Regions from separate parts of the Mus musculus genome. Here region 2 is linked to region 1. The links are chromatin contacts, called in public promoter capture Hi-C maps. All regions are on one chromosome and are shown on one strand. The core of a region is the stretch at or near the end of the contact, and the rest is flanking DNA. Distances in the headings are between cores, read along the strand shown.

The links. Promoter capture Hi-C pulls out the DNA fragments that hold promoters and counts their contacts.
Region 2: a promoter capture Hi-C map of pre-B cells shows a contact between it and region 1, with 3 times the contacts expected there. The contact joins two enhancer-like sites. A contact is called at or near these places in 2 of 39 promoter capture datasets (hippocampal neurons and pre-B cells).

The regions. Positions count from the first base shown.
Region 1 is chr2:73,457,601-73,463,348 of GRCm38.p6, reverse strand. All of the region lies in intron 1 of Wipf1 (WAS/WASL interacting protein family, member 1), which reads left to right. Among named protein-coding and RNA genes, the nearest start is that of Wipf1, 69 kb to the left of the region's middle. Within about 2 kb of position 3,013, at least 36 of the 459 cell types and tissues checked have an H3K27ac peak or open chromatin away from gene starts, as enhancers often do. A contact at or near this core is called in pre-B cells, where this site is marked.
Region 2 is chr2:75,820,556-75,826,303 of GRCm38.p6, reverse strand. All of the region lies in intron 1 of Gm34861 (a long non-coding RNA gene), which reads left to right. Among named protein-coding and RNA genes, the nearest start is that of Agps, 8.7 kb to the left of the region's middle. Within about 2 kb of position 2,358, at least 102 of the 459 cell types and tissues checked have an H3K27ac peak or open chromatin away from gene starts, as enhancers often do. A contact at or near this core is called in pre-B cells, where this site is marked.

The DNA of each region.
Region 1 (5,748 bases), core at 1,764-4,263:
AGAGAAGGAAAAAAAAAAAAAACAATTTAAACACTCTCTTCCTGTCTTATCCCCACCACAACACAATAAAAAAACCAGACAGACAGACAAACCAAAATAAAATGAAACAACAGACAGAACTCGACCTGGGCCCTACTCTTGGCTTCTGAGTGGCACTTATATTCTGACAGCGCACAGATGGTTGTCAAAGCCGGTGTGACAGACTATGCCAACATCACTTCCACCTCTCTCTGCCCACAACTTGACCCAGCCCCATGCTTCTCTTGGTCACCAAAGCTTCCTCTACTAGATAAGCCTCTAACTTTGAGGTCCTGGCTCTCCCTGTCTTCTCCTCTTGCCCTGACCCTGCTTGGACTTGGAGTCCTTCTGCCTTCTCTTCTAGCTAAACACATGATGCTCTTGGTTTGTAGGAACAGAAGTACTGAACGTCCTGTGACATGATATCGTCACTGCCGTGTGTGAGTGTGTGTGTGTGTGTGTGTGTGTGTGTGTGCGTGCACGCCCCCCCCCCATTCCTGCTCATGCACATGAGCACACTGTTACCAAACTCGGGTCCTCTGCAAGAGCACGTGTCCGTAACCTCGGAGCCACCTCCCAAGTCCCACTGCTTTTTATTTGTGTGTGAGGGTGTTGGCTAGATGGCTTAGCCAGTAAAGGCACTTGCCATCAAATTGATAACCTGAGTTTGATCCCTGGGACCACATGGTGGAAGCAAAGAACAATTTCTGCACGTTGTTGCTGACCTACACACACACACACACACACACACACACACACACACACACCCCAAACAAACAAACAGATAAATTAAACAGTACTTAAAGAGGAAGGAGCATCTAAGGTATGTTTCTCAACTTGTGGGTGGCAACCCCTTTGTTCCTGGAACTCACTCTGTAGACCAGACTTGCCTTGACCTCAGAGATCTGCCCACTGCCTCCCGAGTGCTAGGATTAAAGGCCTGCTCCACTACTACCTGGCTAACTTTAGTTTGGATGTGATCAAGTACATCATCTTGGGTGGGAGAGGAGGCACAACACACAGAGCCAGTGGTCAGGCCTCTGCATCTGTGTGTGGATTCTCTGTGGATTCCACAGCGACCTCTGTAATGAACTCTAGTTAGAGACTTTAGAGACTGGTTATCAGCGGCCTTGGGCACACTGTTTGCTAAAAGTGGTGACAAGCTTTTGATAAAAATCTCATCAAACTTTTTTTTAAAACAAGGACAGATTCTCAGAACAATAACTGATATTTATTTGAGAATAACAGACCACTGAAGGGGGGGTGGGTTGTGATAGTGAACTGTGGGTGTGGTCAAAGGGTTTTGAAGGCAGAGCCTTCAAAGCCCAAAGTGAGGATCAATATCAGATATTTTGAAACAATATTCTGGCCACTGTGGTTGATAACAAGAGTAGCTTCAGTTGAGGCTGGAAGATACTGGGCAGATGCCCTTGGAGAAGTCCTTTTTCTGCAGCGTTGCTGTGACCCCTGTGCGTGCTGTGGTTCTGGTCAACCCACGTGTAATGGTTGCTGTCGGGCAACGTGGTTTCCTACCATCCCTTTATAACATCTCAGCTTTATTATTATTATTATTTGTTTGTTTGTTTGTTTGTTTGTTTTTCGAGACAGGGTTTCTCTGTGTAGCCCTGGCTATCCCGGAACTCACTCTGTAGACCAGGCTGGTCTCGAACTCAGAAATCCGCCTTCCTTTGCCTCCCAAGTGCTGGGATTAAAGGCGTGTACCACCACTACCAGCCAGCTTTATTATTTTTTAAATTTATTTTATGAAGTTCTTTTTAAAAAAAAAAGATTTATTGACTTATTATATGGAAGTGCACTTCAGACACACCAGAAGAGGGCATCGGATCCCCATTACAGATGGTTATAAGCCACCATGTGGTTGCTGGGATTTGAACCCAGGACCTTTGGAAGAGCTGTCAGTGCTCTTAACCACTAAGCCATCTCTCCAGGCCCTAAATTTATTTTATGTATATGAGTACACTGTCCCTGTCTTCAGACACACCAGAAGAGGGCATCAAATCCCCATTACAGATGGTTATGAGCCACTATGTGGTTGCTGGGAATTGAACTTAGAACCTCTGGGAGACCAGTCAGGGCTCTTGACCTCTGAGCCATCTCTCCAGCACCCCTCCCCCACCCCCAGCTTCCCCCCACCCTTGTTGTTAGCGTTGATTCTTTTTTCTTTTTTCTTTTTTCTTTTTTTTTATTCTGACAACTTTCTCATTTCCCTCCCAACCTGAACAAAGGAACCCTTTTCACTGATGGAATATTTATATTTCTGGAAAGTCAGGCAAGGAGGTGCAACCAATGTTTCCAGAACATCGACCATGCTCTGACTGCCAGTCTCCTGGGTACAGTCCTGGATATGGCAGCAAACCCACTGATAGCCTCTGAAGGGTGAGGGGAAGCAAGCGACGAGCCACCGCAGATTTAGTTTCTAAGCTGGGATGTTTAGTTGATTGCATGTAATTTACAACTCTTCTTTAAAGTATATTTTCGAACTGATACATAAAACATTCTAACAGATACATATTAATGGAAAGATGTCTAGATATCTGTAATGTTTAAATCATTTAGACATGTCTCTCCTCAAACACCATTTGTTTATGATGAAAACGCCCAAATCCTTCCTATAACTTCTTGAGGCACACAATATGTGTCTGCTATTTGTAGTCACACCATTGTTGTGTCTAACTGCAACCTTGTAAGTCAAGGAACATATGTACTTACTTTATATTTACATATGCACTGGAGTTAAGGTCCTGTATAAGATCTCTATATGCATTTTCCCACCTACATAAGTATCTAGTAGAACTTGTGAAGGGGACAGTTCTGTGCTGAATGGGATAGTCTTTCATATGGTACAGTGCAAACTGTCCCAGGAAAGCCACTCATTATTGGACCTGCAGATGTTCCCCCGTTTCCTGTCTTCACAGAGCAGCTGGGTCAGCCTCTCTCAGGAGACATCACCAGCCAAGCCTGGCTCACGAGCAGCCAGAGGACTCCAAGGGGCATCTCGGGTCAGTGTGCTTCTCCTGCAGTGTTTAGAGACATGATGTCAGACCCTAGTCCCTGGGATTCCAGGGAAGGCTTTCTCTGCCTTTATGGCTCTGTCCTCCAAGAGAAGGCATGGAGTAACTCTGGGCTACAGAGAAGGCTGGCAAGAACCTAGAGGCCCATTATCCTCATCCTAGAAATAACTGTAAGGGCCTTATTCGGTCTTCAAACCATCAATAGGCAACCAAAAGGAATGTGTGTTTAGCCACATGTCAGTAGCAACTCCTGGTATATGTGCAGAGACCAGACATGGCAGGATGCGGAGGGGGACTTTCCAGTAGTTTGCTCCTTGGGCTGTAAGAAACCATTCTCTGTTTTGTATGGGTTTCCCCTGGAGACACTTGTGCTGGAAGTTGGTGATCAACTGGAAAATTTTCACAGTTTTATGACATTACTGAAAACAAGAGGGTGCTCTCAAAGGGCACAGGCATGGGCTTTCCATTTACAAAAAAAAAAAAAAAAAAAAAAAAAACCAACAACAACAAAAAACATTTTTTTTCCTACAAAGAAATAAGATGAGTGATGTTCTAACCTGGAGCTGGGAGGTCCCCCGGTGCCCTTTCTCGTGTGTTTTATAAGCTCTGTGGTGTGTCAGTTACTGTTTGGAACAGCTGAGAAGACAGTGATAGACAAGACAAAGTCCCTGCCCTCAGCCATAGTGGCCACTGTATCGGGGGAAGCAGACTGTGTCAATAATGCCTGCCGTGAGTGAGGTGGACAGCCAAGAAAGGAGCGCACTTAGGGGAGAATTCAGCAGGCTCAGAAGAGGGAGAACACAGAGAAGGCAGGAAGGGCAGGAGAAGCAAGTCCTGGTGACGCTGGCAGGGGAGGGTCGGCCCCCACAGCCTCGCTCAGCATGGAGGAACTTAGACTTCACTTGCTATCATTGAGAAGCCACCGAGGCTTTGAGCCCATGGATTTCTTTTGAGTGTCTAAACCGAAACTGTCTACCATAGCATCTCCCAGCTGCGGAGTCACCTCCAGGACTGAAGTTATTAATATTATGACTCCAGGAGGGAGAAGACTTGATGTCACTGGCCGCGTGCCCAAAAATGCCTAGTCAATGCCCGCATTTCAGAAATGGCTTCAAACATGATGACGTCTTCTTGGGAGTTTATAGCTCTAGCCCAGAGTTGGATCTGGGTGAGTTAAGCCTGGCCCAGGAGTGACAGTAGATTGAGCGTGTATATTAAGGGTCATCCTGGCAGAGAAGTAGACAATGCAAAAGGCGGGCCCCACCCACCAGGCCTGAGCCATCTGTGTTAGTAAGTAAGGCGTCTCATTACCTTCTCACCTGTTTCTTTTTGCTTCTTGGAGGTTTTTTTGTTTGTTTGTTTTGCCTCTTGTTTCTTAGCTCACTGGTTAGAAATTTATTTATTTATTTGTTTATTTATTTATTCTATTGCCACAGTTACTAAAGTATCTGATTTCAGTCACTAGTATCCCTTTCAGTAATTTTAATCCTTTCCTAGAAAGGACTACCTACATCCTCGACTATTACAGAAAAGACTTCAGTGTCCCATTTTATCCAAAAGCCAAGACATTATTTTGAGATGAACAAACGAACTTTTCCTTAACTCCACATCCTAGCAGGTTGGTAATGAATCAAGCAAACCCCTCCTACAGCCTCTGGTGGATGAAGACGGGAATGAGCCATCGGCCTTGTTGCTTCTCCCTTGCCTGTTTTTCTCGGAAAAGCAAGCATGGTGGTGTACAACCCTAACGTGCGGTCTTGGCTCACCTTTAAACCCAGCCTCGGAACCGCTTGGTCTCTCCTGCCCCTGACCCACCTGCCTTCATTCTCTGTTACTTTAACACTAATCCAGACACGTCATTTCATTCACAAATATTGTAGTACAAATCTCTAAAACCTCAGGATTCCTTGTAAAATATAACAGTTACAATAACATCGAATCTAAAATCAGGGCTATCTTCATGCCATTAAATAGACAATCAGCGTTTAAATTCTAGCCGCTTTGTGGTTTTGTTTATTTTTTTCTTTTAGTTTTTGAAGAGGCTGTTGGTTTTGTTTTGTTTGTTTTTGTTTTTTGAATTGGGAGCCTACATCCTAGCCTACATCATCATTGCTTGTGGTTTCTGTGCTCTCTAAGTCTCAGGCTTCCTTCTAGCTCTTTCTGAATTAGCTTCCTTCTCAGTCACCCCTTCCCCGTGTTCCTAGTGTACTGCAATACAAGCCAGCACTGGCCCCATGAGTCTCAGAATATCTCTCATTGACTCTCCTTGATTCGGAAGAAGTCACATGTTCATCTCCGAACCTGTCACTGCAGCCAGGGAACCCGGAAGCACTCCTGAAGCCTGCTGGTTACTTGCTGTTCCTGGAGTCGAGTAGAGTTAGCCCAGTTGCTACAGTAGCAACGATCTCTTCACAGTTCTGAGCTCCTTACTCTAGGGATGGGAGCGAGGACCCTGAACAACTCCAGACTAACAAGTAGACTGTTTACCCCAGACACACTGTTTCAAAAAGGACCCCCAACTCTCGGAAAAGGCAGCTAATCTGCCAAATCCAGACTGCTCACAGGATAACCTGCTTCTCGCTGGTAAGGTGCAGCGCAACAGGTGAAAGCAGCCGCCCCTTTTTTCAGACAACAGAATGGCTGTGCAGACACAGCAACGAATCAACTTCCAGTGTCTCCCAGACTGGTACAGTTTTGC
Region 2 (5,748 bases), core at 1,109-3,608, 2.4 Mb before region 1:
TCCAGTTTGATACTACTAAGATTATTGTGAATATTTGTATATATGTCTCTAAGAGAATATACAAATTTCTGCTAAGGACGTACAGGAGTGTGTGATTGTAAGTCATAAAGTATGTTCCAAAGGAAGTGTACAAAATGTGTTGTAATAAAACACTCCCAATGCCACAATGTTTACCGTTCATATCTTAAAACTTTTTGACCACTGGGACACCTTATAAAGTATCCACTCTCATAAAGTATGTCACTCTTAACAGTTGAGACCCTTGTCCTCGTTTGCTTCCTATTGTCAAGATATACCCCGTGATCAGAAGTAACTTGGAAGAAAAAGACTTATTATGTCTTGCAAGTCCATCGTCAAGAGAAGCCAGGGCAAGAACTCAAGCTGAAACCTGGAGGCAGGAGCTGAGGCCAAGACTATAGACAGAGTCCTGCTTACTGGTTTGCTCCTGTGATTTGATCAGTTTGCTTTCTTATCTGCCTCAGGGCCATGTGCCCTGGAAAGGCACCTCCCACAGTTAAGCTTGGCTCTCCCACATCAATCAACCACTAAGAAAAAGCTTGACAGACATACCCACAGGCTAATCTGATACAGGCAGTTCCTCCACTGATGTTATCTCTTCCTTAATGACTCCAGTTTGGGTCAAGTTGACAAAAATAAAATAAAATAAAATAAAATAAAATAAAATAAAATAAAATAAAATATAAAAATAAAATAAAAATAAAAACTCAACAACAAAAAAACCTAACCAGCACAAACCTCAAGTTTTCTACTGAAGGCTGTTTCTTCCTAAGTACCTTTCTGTATACCATATAAGAAATTAAAACTGGGGCTGGTGAGATGACTCAGTGGTTAAAAGCACTGGCCGCTCTTCCAGAGGTCATGAGTTCAATTCCCAGCAACCACGTGGTGGCTCACAACCATCTCTAGGGGGATATGATTCCATCTTCAGGCAGGCAGATATATATGAAACAGAGCACTCATCCATTAAATAAATAAATTTGAAAAAAATTTTAAAAAGAAAGAAATTAAAACTGAAAAGAATTCAGAATATTTCTTTTTCTTTACACATACTCTAAGAAGCATGAAAATAAAATAAGGTCTATTTTCCAGAATAAAAGCTTGAGAAGAACGTCCCTTCCTTTTGTGTTTCTATAAGTCTTACCAGTACTGACTTAATGGACAGCTAAGATTAATGAGCTTCCCAAGTCTGCTTCTGAATTCTCTGAGGAGGTCTCCCATGACCTGTGTCCTCTGGGAAACTTCCCTTTGCACTCATGAGAGAATGAGAGTTAAAAAGGCTAGTGCCTCAGCTGACCCCCTCAAACGATTTCTAGAATTCACGGGGGCTTCTACACCTCATCTTGAGGGCTACAGCCCTAAATATTTACTTAGTTGTCTGTGAAGCACTCACTGAGAAAGTCTAGACAAAATGCATTCCAAAAGCAATTAATGATATTGTCACAAGAAATACTATGTAAGAGTCTAATTCTCCCCTGCCTCGGACATGCAACAAATTTTGTGTGTTCTTTTTGCCATTAAAAAAAAAAAAAGGGAAAAAAAATATATACACTATTAATAAAACAAAGTTGTCAAAAATATTTAAGGCATAATGGCATAATATATTTTGATTGATACATGGAGGATTTTTCAATTTCACATAATCAAATTTTGAAACTTATTCCTACAAATTTTGAGACCCAGTCCATGGATAACCAGAAACATTATTGTGGGGCAGCTGAACTCAGTGTGACTTTTGTGATAAAGTAGGATTTGTTTGCTTGTATGATCAGACTCTCTCCCACTTTATAGACTCATAAAGTTCTTTTTACTGCTGCATTTAGATCCGTGGTAACTAGTTAAAGAGATCAGTTACTACTAAAGTAGTTTCTACTGCTATAGACAGCATGTCTCGCTAGTCCCTTATTCACAGATCCCAGCATTTGACCTTCATCCTTCCGGGTCGCTGGACTCTCTTCTTCTGAAGTGTGTTGTGGCCAACAACATTCAAGTACCAGGGACAAGTGATATTCTCAAAGACGGGTCGATGTGCTCCTAATGCCAGTGGAAATTGTTTTTCCTATTGATTAAAAACCTCCTTTCAAAGAGGTGAGGCAGTTCCTTGTGAGCTAGGACAGCACTAACACAGAGAGCCAAGCTGTAACAAGTCATTGCTCTCCAGGAACCTGTAATGCCCGAGATCCCACAGAGATGTTCCATGCTTTAAGCCTACAGACTCTGAGAAATTCTTAGTCTATATTCGGGAGAATTTGCAGAGGGAAGTAATCAGCCTTCTTAGTTCTAACAAACTGGCCACCTGCTTACTCACCACTTCCTGCCTTTTCCTTCCTAAAACGGAAGCTGACTTTGCTCTCCACAGACTCCGGCTGTGCTGTAAGAAAGCTTCTGTGAGCATACTGGGGTACACATGTACTGGGGTACACATGCCCCTCGGGTCCCTCTTACATTTACCCTCACAAAGTCTAAGAAGTTTTCCCTTCAGTGTAACTACTCCAGCCACAAACAACCACACCCTTCCAAGCTCAGATGTGAACGCTGTTTAAATCCTCGTTGGAAGTGACCTGGGCAGTATCCGCACTCGGCCTCAGAGTCTGATCCCCAGAGTCAGAGCAGAGCAAGCATCTGCTTTCGAAATGTATTTTAAAAAATATTGACATTCTACATTTGTTGTTTTGTTTGTTTGTTTGTTTGTTTTAACCAAAGATACATGCTGGTTTCTTCATGGTCTTCATTTCTATCCTCATTTTTAACACCTGTTGCTTTCTTCTTCTTCTTCTTCTTCTTCTTCTTCTTCTTCTTCTTCTTCTTCTTCTTCTTCTTCTTCTTCTTCTTCTTCTTCTTCTTCTTCTTCGTCTTCCTCTTCCTCTTCCTCTTCCTCTTCCTCTTCTTCTTCTTCTTCCTGATAGACTCATCATTTTCTTTTCTGTTTTTCAACTGAGGTCAGTGAAGCAAAGAATCAGTACAGTGAGCCAAGTGACAGTGTCTGGGAAGAGCAAGGACCAAGGCTAGAAAGTCTCTCTAGGAGAAGCCACGGCAGGAAACCCTGATTTGCATCTGTCCCCAAATAGAGTCCAGCATAGAAGGGACCATAGAGAGCCAGACTGCCAGACAAGAATATGAGAGTGCGCGTTGGGATGCCAACAAGTTGTACCACAAAGTATTCTGAGTATGGTCTTGAGTATCCTTGGTCTGGCATCTTTTATACAAATACTGGAGAGTTTGAAAGTGTTGAATACCAAATTTTTATCTCTGCTTTAAGGCATTCAATTGCCATGGCCTATCATCACACGGGTTTTCTTCAATAGAAATGCTGAATCTGCTGGGTAAAAAGTAAATATTCCGATTTGTATGTATGCTGTGTCAAAGAGGAAATTTTAATTCACATAACAGAAATTTTGATCCAAACTATCTCTAATGCTCCGTTTTGGTGAGTACATACACGTTTTAAAACTTGAACCACGGACCTCCATGGAGAAGCCACCCAGCCTGGATGACTAGTAGGCGCAAGGCTGGACAGCAAGCTAGAAGAAACTGTAAACCCAAGACTGCTGCAGCAGTTAAATACCTCACAGCAGGAACACCATTTTCCCATTCTCATCTCACCTGCAGGCCTCTAGGATCTCACAGGCATTTACAGCAAAGGTCTAGGGCCCTTGAGGGATGCCTAGTACCATATTAAGTTTCTTCAGCCAAGGCCTATGGGTGTGTTGTGGGGAGGGAGGTATAAGTGTGTGTAAATTATTACTCGGGCCTGAGCATCCTGAGAGAATTGTCAATAACTGACTAGGATAGAGCAGGCAGTAATGTCATTAGGTTAGGGCTGGCTGTCACAAGACAGAAAACAAAAAGTAGAGTTATATAAAAAGATGACAAAGGGAAGGTGTCTGATTTCATACTAGACAGTGGACACATGAAGAAACTGTCCCTATGCCATAATCTTCAAAGAGGAGTTTGCACCATCAGCTGAAGAGCTATGCTCTGACGATCATGGAGACGAAATCCAAAAAGGTTGAGGAGAAGTGGAACGAGCTGGCTCGGAAACAGGAGGAGGAGGCAGCCCAGAAGCGACCCGTGGAGGTGAACTTTGCCAATGACTCCAGGGACAAATATAGCCATCTCACTGGCAGAAGAGCAGCCAAGGACGCAGCCCACGTGCTACAGGCTAGCCGTGGCTGTGTACCCGTGACGAACAAACAGGACACAGTCCACAGAAGAGAATATGTATGAAGTTGGAGCCAGTAAACACTGTGGCAGAATGGCAGAGTTGCCAGCCACCCTCTAGGCATCCCACCCCACTCCCTCCGACCCTCCAGCAAGGTCGGGGCATGGAAGGGCAAAGATGCTACTATCAAGACCCATCCTGGAGCCCCATTTCCAAACTATGAGGTCCTATCAGCTGTTATTTGGACTGGAGAAGAACTGGTTGTTTATCACTGTTGCAGTTTGGACATTGTGTGTGTGCGGGTGTGTGGGTGTGTGGGTGGGTGTGAATATGTGGGTGTGAATATGTGGGTGTGTATTTATATTATTCCCTATTATTCTTGGAACTTTCTTCCTCCTTGGAGCTGGGGTTACTTTACATTGAATAAACACTGTTTGGCCCTGGGGAGGGAGAACTCATCCACGTAACCACGCTGAAGTTAGGGAAGGTTGCCTGTGGTAGGAGGGTCACAGGATGAACCTCCTGAGAGCAGGGGACAGGTTGGTGGAAGGTGAACATCAAGATGCTTCCGACAGAGAAGCCAGACACCACCTGGAAGAGCATGATGCCAGATGTTGAGGGACAATGAAGAGGCCTGGGCTTAGAAGAGCGAAGGGATGCTCTGTGAATAAAGGAGTGCTGGGTCTACTCCAACCCAGCAGGGCACAGTCTTCAGGAAAGTCGGCCCAGTCGGAATGGCGACCCACTGACCTTGCATATTTGCACCTCAGTCTGCCTTTGCAGTGGTGGGAAGCAAAAGGCGACCATAACTTTCTAAAGACAACACCATCATTCAGTGGCTTGGATCAATCTATCCGATCTTAAAATGCCCGGGATAGTTTTGCCCTTACTTTCCAATCCAGATTTCAGAATATAAATTCATGATGTTACTGTGAGGAAAAAAAAGTTGGAAAACTAAGGTTTTTTTGTTTTGTTTTGTTTTGTTTTTTGTTTTGTTTTTTTGTTTTCCTTTAAAATTATTTCTATTTATTAAGAGTCCAGGATTTTTTTATTACATATTTTCCTCAATTACATTTCCAATGCTATCCCAAAAGTCCCCCATACCTTCCCCCCCACTTCCCTACCCACTCATTTCCCATTTTTTTTTGGCCCTGGCGTTCCCCTGTACTGGGGCATATACAGTTTGCGTGTCCAATGGGCCTCTCTTTCCAGTGATGGCCAACTAGGCCATCTTTTGATACATATGCAGCTAGAGTCAAGAGCTCCGGGGTACTGGTTAGTTCATAATGTTGATCCACCTATAGGGTTGCAGATCCCTTTAGCTCCTTGGGTACTTTCTCTAGCTCCTCCATTGGGAGCCCTGTGATCCATCCATTAGCTGACTGTGAGCATCCACTTCTGTGTTTGCTAGGCCCCGGCATAGTCTCACAAGAGACAGCTACATCTGGGTCCTTTCGATAAAATCTTGCTAGTGTATGCAATGGTGTCAGCGTTTGGAAGCTGATTCTGGGGTGGATCCCTGGATATGGCAGTCTCTACGTGGTCCATCCTTTCGTCTCAGCTCCAAA